Linked DNA regions of Pungitius pungitius: region 1 is linked to region 2. A link is a contact called in public Hi-C data. All regions are on one chromosome and are shown on one strand. Each heading gives the region's core, a stretch centred on a gene start, on an enhancer-like site or on the middle of the called end of the contact. The rest is flanking DNA. Distances are from core to core; before and after follow the strand shown.

The links. A called contact is a pair of places that touch in the nucleus more often than the background predicts.
Region 1: a contact with region 2 is called in a Hi-C map of muscle, with 2.3 times the contacts expected there. The contact joins the promoter of irx3a here to the promoter of irx5a in region 2. A contact is called at or near these places in 2 of 2 Hi-C or Micro-C datasets (both in muscle).

Annotation. Positions count from the first base shown.
Region 1 is chr4:19,573,866-19,578,290 of fPunPun2.1, forward strand. irx3a (iroquois homeobox 3a) reads left to right here and starts at 2,295. Exons shown (of 2, transcript XM_037455606.2): 1 at 2,295-2,876; 2 at 3,495-4,425. The coding sequence starts at 2,658.
Region 2 is chr4:19,393,848-19,398,582 of fPunPun2.1, forward strand. It overlaps irx5a (iroquois homeobox 5a), which reads right to left and starts at 2,119. Exons shown (of 3, transcript XM_037456108.2): 1 at 1,273-2,119; 2 at 1-398. The coding sequence starts at 1,530.

The sequences.
Region 1 (4,425 bases), core at 1,045-3,544, 180 kb after region 2:
TAATCAAAGTCAAAAAGATGTAACGTGGTGGTTTGGGCCTTTTCTCGTGTGTGTGTGTGTGTGTGTGTGTGCGGGGGAGTCCAGCTGGGGTTAGTTTACTGTTTACTGAGACTCTCTTGAGGAGAAATGGGGGAGCTGCGTCTTAATGCTTTTATGGCCACGCCAGTTTCCCGGGTCGGCGTGAAAGTGTTGAGTTAGTGCGTGGCGCGTTTGATTGGAGGCAATAAATCAGACGCAGTCCTTGGCGTGGGTGGAGTGGAGTGGAGGGGGGGAGGAGGAGGAGGAGGAGGAGGAGGAGGAGGGAAGGGTGGGGGGGGGCAGTTGGGGAGGCGACCGACCGACCGACCGTCGTCTCGGGGATGAGACACGTGTCCATCCGGACTCGGAGCGCTGCTTAGTGGACACCAGCAGTCAGACACCTCGCTCGGAATTATTTATTCTCTCTCTCGCTCCTCCCCCTTCTCTCTCTCTCTCTCTTTTTTTTTATCTCCTTCTCTTTTTGTTGTTGCCGTTTTAAAGTTGTCCTTCTTCTACACACTTACGCATTTATCTTTAACCACCCTCCACTTCACTGTCTGGACCCCCTCCGTTTGTAGGTCGATCTTACGTGTCTGTGCGTGTGTGTGTGCGCGCGCGCGTTAAGTGTGAGCGTGCTATTGACTGCTATGTAGTGATTACCATTCCGGTCGGATGGCACCAGCAAGCCGCTGTAATTAATAACCCCATAATCCGGGTTGGGGTGGATGTCGGCGAAGAACACACACAGATTCAGGACAGAGTTTTACAGACACAAGGCGTATCCGTATGGGGTAGTTCTATGTATGAAATTATAGCTGCTATTATCCCCCCCCCCCCCCCCAGACAATGATAACTATCTGCTTCCAAAGAAGATTAAAGGTTTATACAAGTTTAGAATTCTTGGAAACCGGGATTCGCATTATCAAAACTACACTGAGATTGATGAGATTTGATCCCGCCGTCAATAATACGTTAAGACTTATATTTAAATAAAGTGCGTGGAATAATTATTGAACCTCTGCAGTTGTTTTGCGAACGATTAACAAAACAGATGCTGGTATAAAAGTCGGTTCAAATGCGATTACGGTTGTCCCGTACACACTTTTTTGTATTGATTCATGGAATTTCAATTTTGACTCCCTTGTTTGGTTTTAATCCGTATTATTTACAAGAAACATCAGGTTGCATCATAATTATTGAATGGATTTTCTTAAAGTGCAGACTGTCCGGATGATCGTTTGGTTTTAGAGCGGATTTAGAGAAAAGTATCTCAAATCACTAAATAATGTGTTGTCTTAAGCTTTATATCGAGCAATCTGTTTATTTACTCCGTTACAACGTTGATGTTATTTATTAATATTACGTGTCATTATTTTTGTTTATTGGCTTGGTTAACAATAACAATTATAATGTTATAAATATTTGTTTATTTCTTAATATGTTTTGCTCATTCTTTCTGAAGACAGTGTTGTTTCCCCCGGAATACACATCTTCCCAGCCCAATCCACTAAGTTGTTTATTACTTGTCATTGTTGGTACTTTGCACTTTACTCTTCATTAACAGTGTAATGTGCCTATCAACAGCTCCCTCTTTGATGTCAAGTAGCTCCATGCGACCCGTTTGATGTCCTGAATTGACTCCGATTCGCCCATAACACCTCCGAACCGGTGTAAAAAAACACAGTTACGGTGACATGGCGATAAATTAAAAAAAAAAAAAGGTGTGTGTAGCCTGTGATCCAGGGTCATGACAAGGCGTGAGTACCGCCGCTAGTTAAAAACATATTCATTATTTTCTGTTTTTTTTTTGCTTGTGATTTAATAGTGTTTGAAACTGCCACCTGACGTGTTTTTTTTAATATATAGAGGAATGTCAGTTCCAAAAAAATGTGCGTGAACAATTTCCAATTGATACAAGAGAGGGAATTAATTTGACTTTTTTTTAACCGAGGTCCTCCTACGCAAATCTCCAAGAATAAATGTGCTCTTTTGCATTAAAATAGAAAGAAAACTAGAGACAAAAAAAACGAAGTTAATCAGTCGTAGACATCACACGGCTTACTGTTGTGCAAACGGGCGAAATTGAGAATTAACACAAACAATGCGGTGGGACGGACTCAAACAAATAACAAATGAAATAGATTGGCGAGCCATAAAATGAGATTTGAAACCCCATTCAAATAAGAGCTCGCGACGTCAGTGCACTTATCCGAGAAGAGAGAGCGAGGGAGGGAGGGAGGGAAAGAGAGAGAGAGAGAGAGAGAGAGAGAGGGAGGCTTGTCGGTGAGCGGTGGATATGAGAGGGGTGAGATTTGAGAAATAGGAGGGGCTTCTAAACGACTAGAAATGTCAATCTGAGCAAGGCAGTCCCAATAATCTAAAGCAATCTGTAAGGACCTGACCTTAGTCCATCCAGATCAATAGGGAAGTGCGGGTGGAAAGAAGAAGAAGAAGAAGAAGAAGAAGAAATAAGGGGCGCAACCGGATCGTTTACACTGGCTGCTACCGAGGAAATATAGACTTCCCCTGCTCGCACCTTTTGTTGCTCACATGCTCTCACTGTAAAAGTGGATATCGAGGCAAATCCCTCGCTTTGTGTGACCGCAGCAGACTTTCCCCCCTCCCCTGTTCCCGCCGTCATGTCGTTCCCACAGCTGGGATATCAGTACATCCGACCGATATACCCGCCGGAGCGCCAGGGGATCGCCAGCAACGCCCGGGCCGGGACAGAGCTCAGTCCGTCCGGCGCGCTCTCCAACGTCCTCTCCACTATGTACGGATCTCCTTTCGCCGCGGCGGCGCAGGGCTACGGAGCGTTTCTGCCCTACTCCAACGACATATCCATTTTCAATCAGCTGGTGAGTCACTTTGGTCCCTCCTCAAAGTCTTCGGTAGAACTTTTTTTTTTAAAATATATATATATATATATATTACTTAAATTACGCAATTGAAATGGAAATGAATAAACTATTCCGGTTCATTGGCACTTTTTTTGAGCGTCAACTTTTTGAGCGACGTGGTGAAAAAAGCTGCTTTTTTTCTGGGCTGGATCTTTTGTGAAATGTAGTTAAAAGTGGTTAAAAAGTAACGTATTAACAAAAGCGTGCTTAGGCCTTATTGTTACATCATTCCCTGAAAGTAACGTCTGACGAGTTTATAAAAGGTTGCAACGTGCTGTGACGGTTTACACACATTAAAGTATTGCCCGCTTAAATGTTTCGTTGTAAATTTTACATCGTAACATTTAACATTTTAAAAAGTTGCATTCAGTTGCCTCGCTTTTGGTACAAAAAAAAACTCGTTTAAGTTAAATAAAAAAATATATTTTTGTTGTTTGTTTACAACCTTAATAGAGACCGTATTGTTGCTGCATTACTCTTAAATCCCTTTCCCGCAGTGCGTGGCTCAGTCCAATGTGTCGTGGAGAATAATTAAGTGTAATAAATCCCTCTGACTGTGATGCTTTGTGTTCGCAGGGTGCTCAGTATGAACTCAAGGACAGCCCCGGTGTCCAGGGACACCCAGGGTTCGCCCACCATCATCCCGCGTTCTATCCATACGGCCAATATCAGTTCGGTGACCCGTCCAGACCCAAAAACGCCACCAGGGAGAGCACCAGCACCCTGAAGGCCTGGCTCAGCGAGCACCGCAAGAACCCTTACCCCACCAAGGGCGAGAAGATCATGCTGGCCATCATCACCAAGATGACCCTCACCCAGGTGTCCACCTGGTTCGCCAACGCCAGGAGGAGGCTAAAGAAGGAGAACAAGATGACCTGGGCCCCGCGGAACCGCACCGACGAAGAGGGAAATGTTTACGGCAGCGATCACGAGGGGGAGGAGGGGGACAAGAGGGAGGACGAGGAGGAGATCGACCTGGAGAACATTGACACGGAAAATATCGAGAACAAGGACGACTTGGACGACCAGGACGACCTGCATTCAGACATTAAACTGGACGGGAGGAGTGACTCTGAGATTTCTGACGGCTATGAGGATTTACAAGGGCCCGACCAGAGGTTTCTAAAGTCTGTGGGGAAAGAGGGGAAGGACGCGGAGAGGGTGGGGGGGGAGCACTTCCACGGCCACCACCACCACAGCCACCTCCACAGCCACCACCACCACCACCACTCCGCTTTGGACACCAAAGCGTCCCAGGCGAACGGCGACCAGCTCAAACTGAACCCGGCGTCCGTGGTCGGCTCGCCGCCATCGGAAAACAACCCCGCGCCGGCCCAGAAGCCAAAGATCTGGTCTTTGGCGGAGACGGCCACGGCCCCCGACAATCCGCGCAAGTCGCCGCACGTCAGCGGCGGCCACTCGGGCGCGGGGCCCGCCGCGCAGACCATCGTCGCCCCGCACAGACTCATCTCTTCGTGTCCCGTTGGGAAAATGCAGAACTGGACGA
Region 2 (4,735 bases), core at 869-3,368:
GTGTCTGTGGAGTCTCCCTTGTCTGTGGGCTTGTTTGGCTCGTCATCATCGTTTTTCTCCAAATCAATATTCTCGTCTTCCTCCTCGTCCTCGCTACGGTTCCGGGGGGTCCAGGTCATCTTGTTCTCCTTTTTTAGCCTGCGCCTCGCGTTGGCGAACCAGGTGGACACCTGGGTGAGGGTCATCTTGGTGATGATGGCCAGCATGATCTTCTCCCCCTTGGTCGGGTAGGGGTTCTTGCGGTGCTCGCCGAGCCAGGCCTTCAGGGTGGCGGTGGCGTCCCGCGTAGCGTTTTTACGATATGCTGGGTCACCGTAAGGGTAGGAGCCCAAGGGTGCTGCGTAAGGATGGTATCCGATTGAGCCCGCCATGCCCGTGGTGTGGTCATAGGGAGAACCCTGATTAAAGAAAAATCAAATTGAAAAAAAAAATGTTTTGTGTCACATTTTCTGGAATGCTTAAACAATAGTTAAAAGGAAACACAAGCATGGACACACACACACACGCGCGCGCGCATGGGCATGTGCGCGCTCGGACACACAGGGGAGCACACACACACACACACACACACACACAGACAGGCACACACTTACACACACGTATACGATTACACTGGCTTTAGTCCAGTAGTTTAAGGTTAATGTGTATGGAGTTTATTAGTTGAGTGGGTATTTGACATTTGCTCAGCATTTTTATTCTTATTTATATGATGTCGGCACGCAGCCGATTATATTCTTGCCATTAAAATCCTACCAATTTAACTATGCACAGTGGGCCTTGCACTAATTTGCCTATTCTGCTGGGATCCTCCTTTGTAGTTTTAGAGCCCCGTCTGAATGTGTTGCCTGTGCTGCCATGAGAAAACAACAACTAAAAGGGAATTTCCCCAAATTGGATGGTCCAAAGTTAGCAATAATTTCAGTTAAACATAACGTGATCCAAAATAGCCATCACGGGAAATGCACTTAGGCAAAGCTTCCACTGTATGCACTGTCCACGCTTTCTCCTCAAAATCTACAATTTCCATAGGAACCGCGTAACAGCACACAACACAGTCAACACACTTCTGTTTACTCAACAACATGTTTTCTGGACCTCACATTCTGTAATATTATATCCACGCACTCCTCCGTGACGCACGTTTCCCTCTCGGTTCGCTTGGCACCGCACGCGTGCACCGTGCGCATTTTCGACTTCCATAACGAGTTAATACATCTCCTCAGTGACTCCCTTTTTTGTTTGTTTGTTTTTTTAATTAGATGGAATAATCACCTTTAGTTTACTCACCACGTACGAGGTGAATGTAGCAGCCGCTGCCGCGTCCGCGCTGTATGGCAAGTGGGAGTTGTAGCCCGGCGAGGCGCTAGTGAACGCGGTAGATCCGGCGTAAGGCGCAAAAGCAGATCCCGAAGAGGATCTCCCAAGTTCCTCGGTTCTCGGTCCCGATATCACGCTGGTGCTGTATGCGGGGCACGAATACAGGGCCAGAGAGGCGGACGGCTGGTACAAGTAGCCCTGAGGATACGCCATGCTGGAGCCCGGAGAGTCGAAGCCACTTAACTTGCGCACTTTCCTCCCCTTTTATTTTTCTCTCTATGCGCTGCTGTCGGAGCGCATAGAGCCGTGTGTCTGCAGACCAGCTGCCTTTCCTCCCCCTTCTAAATGACAATGGCGAAGGAAGGAAGGAAGGAAGGAAGAAAAAAAAAGAAGCAGTAAAAGTGATTAAATAAAGAGAGGCTTAGGTGTTGGGTGGATTATTTTGCCCGCAGCCAGCCACTGTCCGTCGGATGTGTTGTCTCGGAATTGTTTTGTTTTTTCTGTGGCTCCCTTATCTGAGTTGCACCCTCGATCTCATGCCCGCGCAGAAGTTTTTTTTTTTTTTTTTTCACCCGTCGGACGGGGGGCTTTGCTTGGGAAAATGTCCTGCCAAGATGCTAAGTTGAAAAATTGAGGATCCTGACGCTTACTACGCTCCTCCTCTCGGGGTGTAGTCACCGAAGGAAAAAGCGAGTTTATGCTGGGTAACCACAGCCCTGCCCAAATCCATGCTCTCTCTCTCTCTCTCTCTCCCGCTCTCTCTCTCTCCTCACCCCCTCCCTCCCTTGCATTAACTAACAATCCGTCTCATTCTCTATTTCTCTATTTTTTCTCCCTTTAACAAGGCTCGTTGCAGTAAGTCTCAAGTGCGCCGGGCAGCCCCCCCTTTGGATGGCGACATCATGCGAGTATTTCAACTCCCAACTTTCTTCTTTTTCTTTTTTTTCCTCTCACCACCCCCCCCCACCTCCCCCTTATTCACGAAGCCGTCACTCTCACACTTGATCAATAACATATCGGCTGTTGTACGCCAGGATGTGGGGATATGGGATTGCAAGATACCGGCAGGAATGAGAAAAAAAGGCGCTTTATTGCTGCACTTTTTTTTTTTTGTTCTTTGTTCGTAAAAAAAAAAAAAAGTCGTCATTTTAAGTATGTGCGTTAAAATCTACCGACTCGATGCGCAAATCCGCAATGGGAGTTTTCAAATGGATTACGACCGTTTGCGCACGTCGACTTTCTAACGCCAGACGAATGGGTCTTTGGTAAGATATGTGTCCACCGAAAAGTAAAAGGAAGATGGCGCAAGCGGCACCTGGCCGAACACATCAATCCGAACAGCTGCTGTGCGTAAACAAACTTTGCATTATTGACGTCTGTGTGCTGTGATTGAGAATAATATTCTGTCTCCGCCGAGTTTGGACGATTAACTGTGGCGACGGCTAAGTAGTTTTTTTTGCGATATATCCTGGGGCAAACCAATCTGATACACACTCCCAGAATGGCATAAAACCCTACAAACCAGGGCAGATTAGTGCCAACTACACCAAATCCGCCAGGACCAGTAGGCGTGATCTCATTTGATCACTGCAGATACGTTTCAGTGCTGAAATACTGATTTAATATGCCACTGTAAAGCGGCAATTACCTTGTTTAGGTCCGTTTCATAAATATTAATCTCTCAGGAAAAGCACAGAAAAAAGTTATTAATTAATCATTTAGAGAGCCTTATAATTAAATGAACCTGGTTTGCGTGATTGCTTCAAAAAATGAATACGTTAATAGTCTATCACAAATATTATTCCCTTTGTATCAGCCCGTATCTACGAGGCGTTTTCATGCTGATGATTGACTTTCCAGTTCAAGTCTCCGATAAGCCGAAAGGGATCGCTGTAGGCGCTGCTAAGGAGTGTGTGCACACGCTGTCACGTGTTATTTTACGCTCTGAAAACCTCCAGAGCGCAAGGAATGATGACGCGGGTACAGTGGGAGCCGACGAGAGAGAGAGAGAGAGAGGGGGGGGGGAAGAGAGAAAAAAGGATGGCTACACAAAGCGACCCTCGCCTAATCAAATGACAGTGTGACGATGAGACCTACAGTGGTGTCACGACGCCTCCTGCAGTGTTTAGACAATTAACTAATTACTGGAATTTTTTTTTTTTTTCCTCACAAGAGCAGCTACGGGAAGAAGTGACTGCATTCGCGGGGGGCTGACATCTCTTTGATTACGTTGAATGCGGGGGAAATAGTATGACATCATACGTGTGCGTTATAGTTAAATTATTGTCTGTCATGTATGTGCTCAGGTGCAACAAACAAAAAAAAAATCCCGTATGATGTTTGCCACGTGAGCCGCTAACAAAAGTAGCTGCAGAGCGGGTGCCAATACTATTATTATTATTATTATTAGTTGTATTAGAATTGTTGTTATTGATTCCATAAAGGACGCGTCTGTGGTGTGTAACGCGCTGTGGTTCCCACTCTGAAAGTAGGAGGAGGACCTATAATTTGAGATCACGGAGCCTATAATAGGAGTTGGTCATGGCAACAGCTTCCAACTCTCAGCACTGCACCGATAAAGGAGGAGGTGTCGGTGAGTAGAGTTTTGCTCATTTGCGCTTTTATTTTTTTTTTAAACATAGATAAGTGCGTAAGCGTTCTAGATGCGTAAAAAAATGTGTGGCACCTTCGCAAATGAGGGGAGCTTTTTTTCAAATCGCCACAAATGTTGTTTTGACGACGTCTTACTTGTATCGCTTCCTCTTCGTCACCGCGTCGTCCTTCTTTCTTTTTTTTTTTTTTTTATTTCCCAGAGAAATCGAGCACGCGATCGACGAATGAAAACGGCTTCACGTGGCAAAGACGGTGCGAATGAAAGACGATGCGTGCCACTTACGATGCCCGAGGGAGCAAGTGTAATCTAAATTGGATATAGAGGGTATTATTACGCAACATTATGCGCCGAGGTGGACTAATTGCGCGTCCGGACGAGTCGAACAGTAAGTTGACGTGGAGAGGCGCACGAGGTCAGCTCCACTGCTGCCTGCACTGCGCCTTTTTAGTGGAATGGAGAAAGAAAAAAAAAAGAAAAAAGCTTGAAGTATTCATGGGATTTTTAACCATTCTAAATCTGTGTCCTAAACCGATTAGTTGACACCAATTTTTCTTTGATGTATTAGCTGAGGGCTTTTGCCACTTGGAAGCCAATTGAAATTCAAAACAGTTTACGCTCCAAATGCTTTGGGGAGATCTGCTGCAAATAATGGATGTCATTTATTTTTGACCTTGCATTTCTATTTTTTTTGGGGGGGGGGGGGTTATTAAACATATTTGCACTATGCTATTTGACTAAACAAATCCTTAGCTATTATTGTTATTAAAGCACAGAAGTTATTCCCCCCCTTTATCTTAGCATTAT